2 separate regions of the Macaca mulatta genome follow, and region 1 is linked to region 2. The links are chromatin contacts, called in public Hi-C maps. All regions are on one chromosome and are shown on one strand. The core of a region is the stretch at or near the end of the contact, and the rest is flanking DNA. Distances in the headings are between cores, read along the strand shown. Region 1 overlaps FBXO34 (F-box protein 34). Region 2 holds the start of FBXO34 (F-box protein 34).

Region 1 (5,685 bases), core at 2,806-5,305, 76 kb before region 2:
TGGTGGATCGTTGCAGATGGTGCATTCTTTTTGGTTTTAACATTCAAGCTGCTCTCTACAGGACTCTTCCCACTCATACTGCACAGAACATTTGGAGAAAGGATCCCAAACGGCTTTCGAGATGATGCTTTACCAAGAGAGGCTGAAGGAAAGACACTTGGTGTTACGTGGCTAGCTTTGCATGTTTCATCATTTACAGCCTTTTGGTGGTTCATAGGAGTTCTCTGCGTTTCCCTGCTGACTTCCGGGGGGTGCTCTTTCTTCTGGAGCTTCCAATATGGCTTTAGGTGCATAACAAAGCCCCTATAGGAAAGAAATACACATTTGATTCAGAAACCAATTTTGTTTTTAGAAAAAATGTTTTTAAATTTAAGCTCAGATGGTTCTAGCAACTAAGAAGAACATTTTCTACCAGTTCACTAAATCTTTACCAACTCTCTCATGATAGCTAGTTTTTACTGCACGTATCAAGAATAACAAAAAGCAAAATATAACCAGTTTATATGGTGTGTAGTACTTTTTTTTTTTTTACCGAAAATAAATCGGTTTTGACTGAAGAACTTCAGAAACTGACATCAGTTAACATTTGGTAAACTTAACCTTTTAAATTAAAAAAAAAATCTGAACTTCCTGAAGACACCTAAGTTTTAGGCATAGAAGAAAGGAAAGTATAAAAAGAACTCCTCCATGATCCCTGTTAGGTTTTTAAACACTCTTTCTAGATCATCACAATTAGCATTTTATTAGTTGCAAATAGCCCATCAAAATTATTGCTTCCTGGCCAGGCATGGTGGCTCACGCCTGTAATCCCAGCACTCTGGGAGGACAAGCAGGCGTATCACCTGGGTCCAGGAGTTCAAGACCAGCCTGGCCAACATGGTAAAACCCTGTCTTTACTAGAAGTACAAAAATTAGCCGGGCGTGGTGGGGCGCCTGTAATCCCAAATACTCGAGAAGCTGAGGCACAAGAACTGCTTTAACCCGGGGGCGGGGGCTGCAGCCAAGATCACACGCACCACTGCACTCCAACCTGGGCAACAGAGTGAGACTTTGTCTCAAAAAAAAAAAGAAAAAAAAAAAGAAAATTATTGCTTCCTAAACTATTCCCATACCACTGAATACTGAATATTTAGATGTTTATAATTTTTCACTTGTTTCCTTGTGTACTTTGCCCATCTATTAGTCTTGATTTTCTAAATAATTTATGTGTAGAAACATTTAACTGTCAAATTTCCTGTAACCATCTTAAATATAGACCCTACAGTACTTATTAATTCTAAAACCATTTTGAACTAGTTCAGAAAGATGGTGCCTTATTTTGGTCCTTGGCCAGGGCTAGAGATGGGAGCTATTTCAGAAATAAGACAAAAAGATGATTACTGCAGAGACTAGTGTTCTAGTCCCTGCCACATCACTGATTATCTAGACAGGGTGATTTTACCTTGGGCAAGTCACTTCCTCTCTCGGCCTCAGTTGAAACGTTAACTGAGGGGTTGAAATACTAGATAACCTAATGAACTGGTCAAATGTACGATTTACATAAAATAGCACACAGATACACAAAACACCCTGGACGGAAGAAAGAGTATTTTCTAGGGATGCCTGGACTCCTGCAAAATAAACTTAGAAACTAAAATAAAGATCTGCAGTCCCAGTTTGGTGGGAGTGAGGCAACAGCACCTACAGGTCTAAGCACGTGAAGTTTCACCTGCTCTTGCTCACTGGGACAGCAGCTGAACACATACATCTCAGAGAGCTCAGTTTATTCATCCTCTGCTCCACATTTACCGGGTGCCAGCCATATGGCAGCCTCTGTGGTAACTGATTTCAGGTTATCAGTTTTAATCACCAAGAATGAAAGTGATCGTCTAGAACAAGTTTACCTTTCACTTCAACTTTTAAATCCTACGTTCTAGTCTCAGATAAAAGAATAATTATGGATACTGTTATCTTCTAGCCAGATAAAGAGAAATTTTGCATTTAAAGCATACAAAAGTGTTTTTTAAAAGATACTCCTGAAACAGGAGCCAGGCATGGTGGCTCACACCTATAGTCCCAGTGCTTTGGGAGGCATAGGTAGGAGGACCCTTTGAGGCCAGGAGTTTGGGACCAAGTTTATTCCTGGTGATTAAAACTGATATGTGAAAACAGTTACCATAGAGGCAGCCATATGGCAGGCACTCAGTAAATGCGGAGCAAACAAGGATGAATATACTGAGCTGTCCAAGATGTACGCTTCAACTAGGAAAGCCTGGACAACATGGCAAGACCTCATATCTAAAGAAAAAAATGTTTTTAATTAGCCAGGTGTGATGGCACGTGCCTGTAGTCTTAGCGAATAGGGTGGCTGAGGCAGAAGGATCGCTTGAGCCCAGGAGTTTAAGGTTACAGTAAGCTATGATCACGCCACTATACTCTAGCCTGGGCAATACAGCAAGACCCTGTCTCCAAAAACAACAAAAAAACAAACCCAACTAAACAACCAAACAAAACCTTTGAAATAGATATTATCAAGGTCTTTCTGATCTTTGGCAATTTATAGTCTAATCATCTGTAGAGATCTTCCCCCTTTCTGCACTGTGACAGTTTTAATAGCTTTCTATTATTATACTGTATAGTCTTACAAATACAGCCACCCAGAATTCAAGAACAGATGACATATAAATGAATAAAAGAGGCACACCTAGTGCTATCTCTCTGTGCCAACTATTTTCTGGGTTTTCATATCCGTTCAACCCCATTCCTAAATGAAATGAAATGGAAGTGTCAAAAAACCCAATAAATTCTCACATAATGATCTCATTACACAGTATCTATGAACAAATTTAATTTAAACTTTAGCAGTATGTGTGCCATTTTGGATTGCACAATATGTTCTCTTCGACTTCTTCCCCCATGTATTATTTTAGGTGCTATTATTGACAGACAGGGACATTAAAAAGAAACTAATGTAATTACAGAAGGCTTTTATTTGCATTCGAGCTTTAAAGTCAGCTCAACTAACACTATGTGTACAAGATTTCAGCGAGATTAAAATAGGAGATGATCCCAGGGAACAGATGTGAGGGAAGGAAAATAGCCAATAAGGACACACAAGGTGACTGCTGGGAAGTGCGGTGATCCTGTGAGACCCCTGAAAGAAGCAGGACATTTAGGCACCAGCTCCAATCCCTCACTGGTTGAAGGTTGCCTGAGGTTAGCCTTTCCCCCTTATGTGCTGGGTTTGAAAGCCCTGAGGCAGAAAATAGAAAGCTGTTGGCAAGATGTAGAGAAACTACAAAAATCTAAGTTTTGTTTGAAACCAGTGATGGCCTGAGAGGATATAATGCAGGAAGCAAAGGGCATCTGCTGCAAAAATCCATAAAGCAAAAACTTTAAATCTCTAACACATTACAACAGATGGTGGCACTTTCCCACCCCCAAGTCACCCCCACACACAAAGACAGGCATGGGTGGGGTAAAGCTCCAGCTACGTTTCCATGGTTGCCTACCTCTTCATCACAATTGTATTTTAAACTATTGCTATAATAAAGTCCTGCTCTCTTGCAATAAAATAAAATGCAGGTTTATAGCACCTACACATCAATGTTCCCTAGATTCTCAGAAAGGCCCTTAAAAGAAATTAAGATCCCCTAGGCCCATTAAATCACAATTTCTCAGACTGGGCCCAGAATCTGTTTTTAATGTTAGGTTGAAATTGAAAGGGACTTTAGAGGTCACGTGTTAGATCTAATGTAAAAGTGGGATTCTAGATGTGAACTTAGGTGCTGGGCTACTAACAGGGGTTAAGGTGGAACTGCCCAACAAAAAATCAAGCAGACAGTCCATACTGAAGCATCTTATCGAAGGGCTGGGTAAAAACAAGGGGAGGGAGAGCATTAGGACAAATACCTAATGCATGCGGGGCTTAAAACCTAAATGACAGGTTGACAGATGCAGCAAACCACCACGGCACATGTATACCTATGTAACAAACCTGCACATTCTGCACAGGTAACCCAGAACTTTAAGTTAAAAAAAAAAAAAAGAAAGAAAAAAAAAAACCACAAGAAGTCAAAAGTTCATGGTGGAGGGGTGACTAGAAGCTGAGAGGGTGAGCACCAACGACAGCGACTCTCTCACTAAGCTTGGTTATGAAGGACAGTCTCAACATACCTGTCACCTTAAATCCTTTCCAGGTCTACAGGGAGATATAACAGTGAACCAGGTATAATTTGAGCAACTTTATTCCAGTAAAGGCCCAAATCCTGTATTCAATAATTCCACTATTCCTTTTAGACTCTAAGTTCAGCTTAAAAAAGAAAACTCTCACCTAAATAGAGTATACACTCCCCAAAATGAAGCCATAAAAGACAACTAAACTTTCCTTTTAAAAAAATGTAGTTGGATAAATCCCAACACTTCAAGAGTCATACTAACTCTTGTCCACAGAGGGGTAAACCTGATGACAAATCGAATGACAATATGTGGTCAGAATAGGGGAAAGGACGAGATTTCTCTTACTGCTAATAGGAAGCCATAATATCAAAGGCAGATGCCGGTTTTCTAACTTGTTAGTCTTCAGCCTTGCTTATCAAAACAAGTTAGAAGATAAGGCAGTTCATGTGTCTTTCTGGTTCAGTAAAGGCACAGGAATGCTAATTCCAAAAAGGAGTCACTTATTAGCATAACAGCCACTCTTTATTTATAAAAATCGGAGGAATAATGGCTGGGGGCAGTGGCTCATGCTAGTAATACCAGCACTTTGGGAGGTGGAGGCGGGCGGATCACGAGGTCAGGAGTTCGAGACCAGCCTGGCCAACATGATGAAACCCCATCTCTACTAAAAATACAAAAATTAGCCGGGTGTGGTGGTGGGCGCCTGTAATTCCAGCTACTCAGGAGGCTAAGGCAGGAGAATTGCCTGAATGCGGGAGGCGGAGGTTGCAGTGAGCTGAGACCACATCACTGTACACTGGCTCTGGGTGACAGAGCAAGATTCCGTCTCGTGGGACCAAAAAAAAAAAAAATTGGAGGAATAAAAATAGAGTAGTATACAAAGGCCCCTTCTCATTATCTAATACCTTTAGAGAGGAAAAAAGTATACAGTAAGGAAATTCATCATTTGTTTCTTAAAAACTGTAGAAGCTTCCAGAGACCATCTTATGACAGCCTTCTTCACTGGACCATTGTACAAATAATTAGCAACTCGGCAAAGTGCTGCAGATATATATAATGAAATCCTTGTTTTCAAAAATGAGGAAGCACAAATAAAGTGACTTCTGAAGTCCCACAGCTAGGCAGTGGTAAAATTAAGATTAGAATTAGATAGGAAATACAGTCTCCTGGATCTATATTTTCCCCACTATGAAGGACGATACATCAAAAACCTATGATAAATTATGACACAAATAAAATTAAATAATTCTGACAGCATCTATTCCAAGAACTTTTATCTTTCAAATTAGGTCAGTTTTTCATAAGTGCCACATAAAACTACTACACAGAGCTGTGATGCATTAAGGCAGACAGATCACATAAACCATACTAATATAAAAGCATACAAAGGCTGTTTTGATGGCTATTAAATTGGAAAAAATGCCAAGAGCAGGAGGGTGTGAATATAGGCAGAGGCACAAGAAAAGACGTCCCCCTCCATATGTCTCTAAGCACTGACAGAAAGAATGCATCCAACTCCCACAGCAT
Region 2 (6,198 bases), core at 3,456-5,955:
ATTAAAGAAAAGGATTGACTTTAAAGGAAAAGAAGGTAAATGCGAAAGGAGAACAGGTATTCGGGTTGTCTCTGCTTCTAATTTTAGACTGCCTATACAGACTAGTTCTGGCCTTGAGCACTTGTTCTTGCCTCTGAGGAAGCCCGAACTCACTAAGTTCCATTCATTCTAGCACAATCTCAATCTGTGGTATCTAGATCCTTTGTCTTGGGCTATAATAAGCTATTCCCTATTCTTTTTAACTGAGTTTCTAATACCTCCTTAAACTGACCTTTAACTAACACCTCTGGCCAATCTAGCATAACATAAATAGTTTATCCTTTTTTTTTTTTTTTTTTCCTGAGACAGAGTCTCGCTCAGTCACCCAGGCTGGAATGCAGTGGCGCGATCTCGGCTCACTGTAAGCTCCAACTCCCGGGTTCACACCATTCTCCTGCCTCAGCCTCCCAAGTAGCTAGGACTACAGGCACCCGCCACCATGCCTGACTAATTTTTTGTATTTTTTTTTTTTAGTAGAGATGGGGTTTCACCATGTTAGCCAGGATGCTCTCGATCTCCTGACCTCATGATCCGCCCGCCTCGGTCTCCCAAAGTGCTGGGATTACAGGTGTCAGCCACCGCGCCCAGCCAATAGTTTATCCTCTTGACCCAACTCTAGCCTCTCACACCCAAGACCCACCAGGGCAATGTTAATTTGTTTTAAGGGTCCTTGCAGCAAGGACATTTCATCCCCGTGTCACAGATCCTGAGTATGCGGCACAGAAATCCTCAAAAAAATGTTTGCTGGATGAATGAAATCCATACCTAAAAATGCAATAACCACACTTACATAGCACTTAGTTTCATATTTACAACTATACTATATGGAGGGTAGGAAATGTACATGTTAGGTTTCTGAAGCTGAATATTTTTAAAGGGACTAATGAGAGCCTCTTCTGTGGAGCATTAACTAGAAGATGGAGGTTGGAATGAAAGGTTGATAAGTTCTTTTAACCAACACTAAGAAACAACTACACTGTATTAATGCTCTCCTGGAAAATACAGTATGTCATCAGCTTCAAAATACCATAAGCATTAACTAAAGGGGAGAAGATAAATTATGCAAAGATAAGAACTGACAGGAATTCAATTTCCAGATGACCTAAATGCATTTCAAGTTAATCTGCTCTTTTTTGTTTTTGTTGCTTCCAAAGGACTGCAGATTATGCACTTGCTGAATTTTGCCTTTGTCACACATGACCTAACAAGGAAGGCATTCATCATACCATAGTAGCTTCCCTCAAGTATCTGGTTCTAAACAGCTGCAAATTTTGGATGATAAAACTAAATGATGTCTCTAAAGATAAGTACGTTCTCTCCCAAACAAATACTAAAACAAGATTAAAATTTACTAGAATATAAAAACTGTCAAATTAAGCTAAACATAAATTAAGTTTAAAAAATAAAGTAAAAATTTTGTAAGAATTTAAATCCTAAATGTTAATAAAATAATTGATCCAATAAACATATCCTGAGGAATTTCTACAATACAGTACTCTCATTCTTGACACTTGCTTTTATCCATCAGAAAGATGCCACATAACAAATGACTGTTTAATTTAGTGCCTTCAAATTACATAAGTGGATGACTTAAAATAATAAACCAATCTCAAAATTAATTTCCATAAAACCATCTATATGAAGTAAAAGCTGCTTCCCAGACCCAAAACTGGAAAGCACGGGTGAAAAATATCCTGCCAAAAATAGAAACAGACTGTAAAAATGTTTCACACGAGTTATGGCTTGTTAGATAACTGCACAACAACACTCACTAGCTGACTTTTTAAATATCTGTCATTGTTCCTCAGTCACATCAGTATGCCCTACGACATGTATTCTTCACCTATTAACTCATTTTCCATGAGGAAAAAGTAAAACTTCGCAATTGCTAAGCAAAACAGAGGGGAAAAAAGCACTGCCAAAGAGCAGGTGTCTCCTTATCAGCTGTAGGTCTTTCTGGTTTAGTCTGACTTTCATCCTTTCCCATTAATACTAGTACACCTGGCCGGGAACAGTGGCTCACACCTGTAATCCCAGCACTTTGGGAGGCTGAGGTGTGCGGATCATGAGGTCAGGAGTTCACAACCAGCCTGGCCAACACAGTAAAACTAAATACAAAAATTAGCTGGAAATGGTGGCACGCGCCTATAGTCCCAGCTACTCGGGAGGCTGAGCCAGGAGAATCGCCTGAACCCGGGAGGCAGAGGTTGCAGTGAGCCGAGATCGTGCCACTGCACTCCAGCCTGGGCGACAGAGCAAGACTCCGTTTCAAAAAAACAAACAAACAAACGAGTACACCTAACTTACAGAGAGCCATGTAGCCGGCCCCAGAATGGCTACCACTTGGGAAAAACACATGCAAGTTCCATTTTGGACCCCCTTCAGTTGCATTACATAGTATCTTGCCAAGACTCTTTCATCTTCAAGAGAAGGTTGACTAACTCTCAATATCAGCAGTTTCATATTAATTCAGGTGCCTCTCAAGTCTCTGGTTATCCAAAGGCTCAAATTTGTATCTTTTATACAAAATTTTGTATACAAAGTTTGTATATACAAAAAATAATTTGTACACAGAATTGTATCTTTAGGGACTTCACTCAACACTGTCAGCATAAAATTCCTAATTTCTTAAAAGAAGGAAGAAAAAAACAGAACAACTTTCAGTAGTGCACACAATGCTGTCAAATTCCCAAGGTTGTGGTGAGGATCAAAATAAGATGTACAGAAAAGCCTTGTTTTGTGAACTTCCAGTCAAATCCAACAGTACCTAACAGGGGTGAATTTTTGCTTTTATTTCCTGCCTGAAAATGGGCATAACTTCCACCTGCATGTTGATGTAAAACCCAGAGAGACAATATGTTATCAATCACCTTTAAAAGACAAATGGGGAGCAGGAAGTATTGAGAGAGAGAGAGAGAGAAAAAAAAAAAAACCCTACCATTACAAGTCAAGGTCAGTGAGGAAGGACTAAGGACTTCTACTCAAGCTTCCTGCTAAAGACACCAATTGTACCTATGCTTCAATTTTAAGCCATCTACCTTTTGAACTAGATTCCATTTACATTATTCTACAAAGAGGAGGAAATGAAAAGTACTGATATGCTGGAATACCTGAAGAGGGTCAGTTACTACGACAAGTGACTAGCTTCTCTTCCAGTTTAGATCTCTTTTGAAAGCTTTGGAAGAAAAACAGCATTCATTGACAAATCATTTTTTTTAATTCTGTAATTTCATATTTAAAAGCACTAAAGACAAAATGTTAGTTAACTATCCAGACAAGCGGTCCTGGAATATGTTATTATATTAAGTTACAGCCGGGTCTTAGTAAGAAAGCAAGAAAAAGGTTTGTTGCTGACTTCTAAACCATGGTAGCAAGGGGTGGTAGCATGGTAGCACAGGGTAGGATAGGGACAACCTGGATAAATTAATTCCTCAGGTAATTATTATTTAAGACAAATGTTGGATTAATTCAAACTCCTCCCTCCCTTTACAACAGAAAAAAAAGAAAAAAATCATGTAAGATCCACTCTCCCTCCTCCTAGCCATTTGCTAACAAAAAATGCTAACAAGCAGATAGATGTCCAGTTTAAAAAAAAAAAAAACAAAAGTAAAGCAAACTGATTTATCAGCACTAGAAGTGGTTCTCTTTTTTTCAGTAATTCTGATCACAAACCATCAAACTATGAATTTAGCTTCCTAAAAGGCTTTTTACATTACACCCTCCAAAAAATCTCCTACCTTGACTTAAATTTTTCTAAATCAAATGTCTTATACTAAGCTGTACTCGAAACGCTTGCTGGACAAGAAGTTAAAGAAATTGACAACTATTACATTAAAACTGCAAAATGCTGATATCGAACAACTTTCGATTCAAATTCACTGCGATTCCAGGCGTTCGTGGAACACAACTTCCTTTTTCTCCCCTGCGGGTCCCCCCGGCCCTTCCGCGAGCCCAGGTCCCCGCCCGGGCCTGCGGTGACATCCCAGGACCCATCTACTGACGTCACAGACATGCGGACCCACAGCTCTATGACTTCACCGCGGACTGGGGACGAATCGCAGTCGGCTTGCGCCAGCCCAGAGGCTGGGGAGGCGTCCGAGCCTCCGTCCCGCCTCGTCGCCGAGGAAGGTTAAGGACAAGCGCCAGCTCACCTGTGCTGGGGCAGGGAAGGGCAGAGTGGCCGAGCGCGACAGGGGCGAGGCGACCCAAGTCCAAAGGCTGACTTCCTCACCGCCCGGGGTCCCGTAGGTGGGAGCGCCGGTCCGGTACCCGCTCACGGCCTATCTGTGATCTCCTCGGCTTCAGCCGGGACCCGGGACCCCGCTCCCTACCCGCCCGACCCTCCGTGGCCCGCGGGGGCGCTCAGCGCCCGGGCCGTGCGTGCGCGCGGGGAGGGCCGCCCCGGAGGAGGCGCAGGCAGCCGGGTCCCTGCCCCGGACCCGCGGGCGGCGCCCCCGCCCCCACCCGCCCGGCGCCCCGGGAGCGCAGGCAGGCGGCGGGAGGGGGCGGGGAGCGGCCACGGTGGCCGCCGCCGAACCCCAGCCGCGCGGCCCTTGCGCCACGCCCCACCCCGGCCCGGACTCACCTGCGCTCCTGCCCCGGCCACGGCCTGGACCGGGGCTGCACCAGCCCGATGCAGTGGCGGCGGCGGCAGCGGTGGCGGGAGGCCTGGCTCGCTCCCCACCGCTGAGGCGGACCGAGCACCCAGCACGGCGCGGCGGCGCCCAACGCTCGCCCCGAAACCCATTTGTTTGGCTAAAACGGAGTGACGTCACGCGCCGGCCCAATCGACGGTTGGCCGGGGGAGGGGCCACGGAACCAGGGTGTCACGGCGCCCCCTGCCGGCCACTGGGGGCGGGAAGGGGGAAAGTGAAAAGGGAGACCTCCTGGATGACGCGTCTGCGGCCCCCAAGTGGTAGAAAATAAGTTTGAGCACTACTGTGGGGAATCAAACCCCCCAGGCCAGCCAGAAGGGTAGTGATGCCAGGGTTCAGTCAGCAGACATGTCAAGTTTATGAATATTCGTGGGTAGACCTGAAGCTATAAATGGTCTCAGATACTATTAGATAACCTAGTAGACCTGGATCCCCATCTTGGTTCTGCTGCTAGCTTGGAAGGCTGGGGTTCAAGTTTCAATTTGTGAAATGACGAAATTGGAAGGGTCCCTTCTGACTCTCTTTCCCATGCAAATCATGGCAGGGATACCTGTCAGAAAGTAGATAAACGTTGAGGTTGACACCAAACTGTTAAAGTCTGTAGAAGCTTAAGGACTGGTTAATGATGGACATAAATTTTTTTTTTTTTTTTTTTTTTTGAGACGGAGTCTCGCTCTGTCACCCAGGCTGGAGTGCAGTGGCCGGATCTCAGCTTACTGCAAGCTCCGCCTCCCGGGTTTAGCCATTCTCCTGTCTCAGCCTCCCGAGTAGCTGGGACTACAGGCGCCCGCCACTTCGCCTGGCTAGTTTTTTTTTTTTTTTTTTTTTTTTTTTGTATTTTTTAGTAGAGACGGGGTTTCACCGTGTTAGCCAGGATGGTCTCGATCTGCTTTTTAGTAGAGACGGGGTTTCACCGTGTTAGCCAGGATGGTCTCGATCTGCTGACCTCGTGATCCACCCGTCTCGGCCTCCCAAAGTGCTGGGATTACAGGCTTGAGCCACCGCGCCCGGCCAATGATGGACATAAATTTTTAATACTTTACATTCAAATCAGAGGGTCAGTGAGGAACTTTTGATCCCCAACCTTTAAACTTATTATTGTTTTCATTGTGAAAGTAATATTAACCACATTGAAAAACATGAGGACAATGTATTTTCTTTTAGACCTTTTGCCCCATCACATATATTTTACTACACTGTGTAATAGTAGTTGTATGCGATATTGCATCCTCTTTTCACTTTTATAAGCATTTCTCATATTTCTACATAAGCTTCATAACCAGTTTAACAGCTGCATAAAAATACATTAAGTGGACATAAAATTTACTGCATTAATTCTCTAGTTTTGGACATAAATTGTTTCCTTCACTTTTTGCCATTATAAAGAAATCATAGAACATCTTCATGAATGTAGATTTTTAAAGACACCCAAAAGTGAAATTACTAGGTGAAAAAGACTATCAACACTTTCACAGTTACTAATACAAACTGCCAAATTATTTTT

What was found. A called contact is a pair of places that touch in the nucleus more often than the background predicts.
Region 1: a Hi-C map of CD4 T cells shows a contact between it and region 2, with 4 times the contacts expected there. The contact joins the enhancer-like site here to the promoter of FBXO34 in region 2. A contact is called at or near these places in 4 of 14 Hi-C or Micro-C datasets (CD4 T cells, cortical neurons, fibroblasts and 1 more).

Annotation. Positions count from the first base shown.
Region 1 is chr7:128,475,166-128,480,850 of T2T-MMU8v2.0, reverse strand. FBXO34 (F-box protein 34) reads right to left here. Exons shown (of 2, transcript NM_001266246.1): 2 at 1-303. The coding sequence starts at 293. Among named protein-coding and RNA genes, the nearest start is that of ATG14, 67 kb to the left of the region's middle. Within about 2 kb of position 4,055, at least 5 of the 40 cell types and tissues checked have an H3K27ac peak or open chromatin away from gene starts, as enhancers often do. A contact at or near this core is called in CD4 T cells, where this site is marked.
Region 2 is chr7:128,399,761-128,405,958 of T2T-MMU8v2.0, reverse strand. FBXO34 (F-box protein 34) reads right to left here and starts at 4,705. Exons shown (of 2, transcript NM_001266246.1): 1 at 4,625-4,705.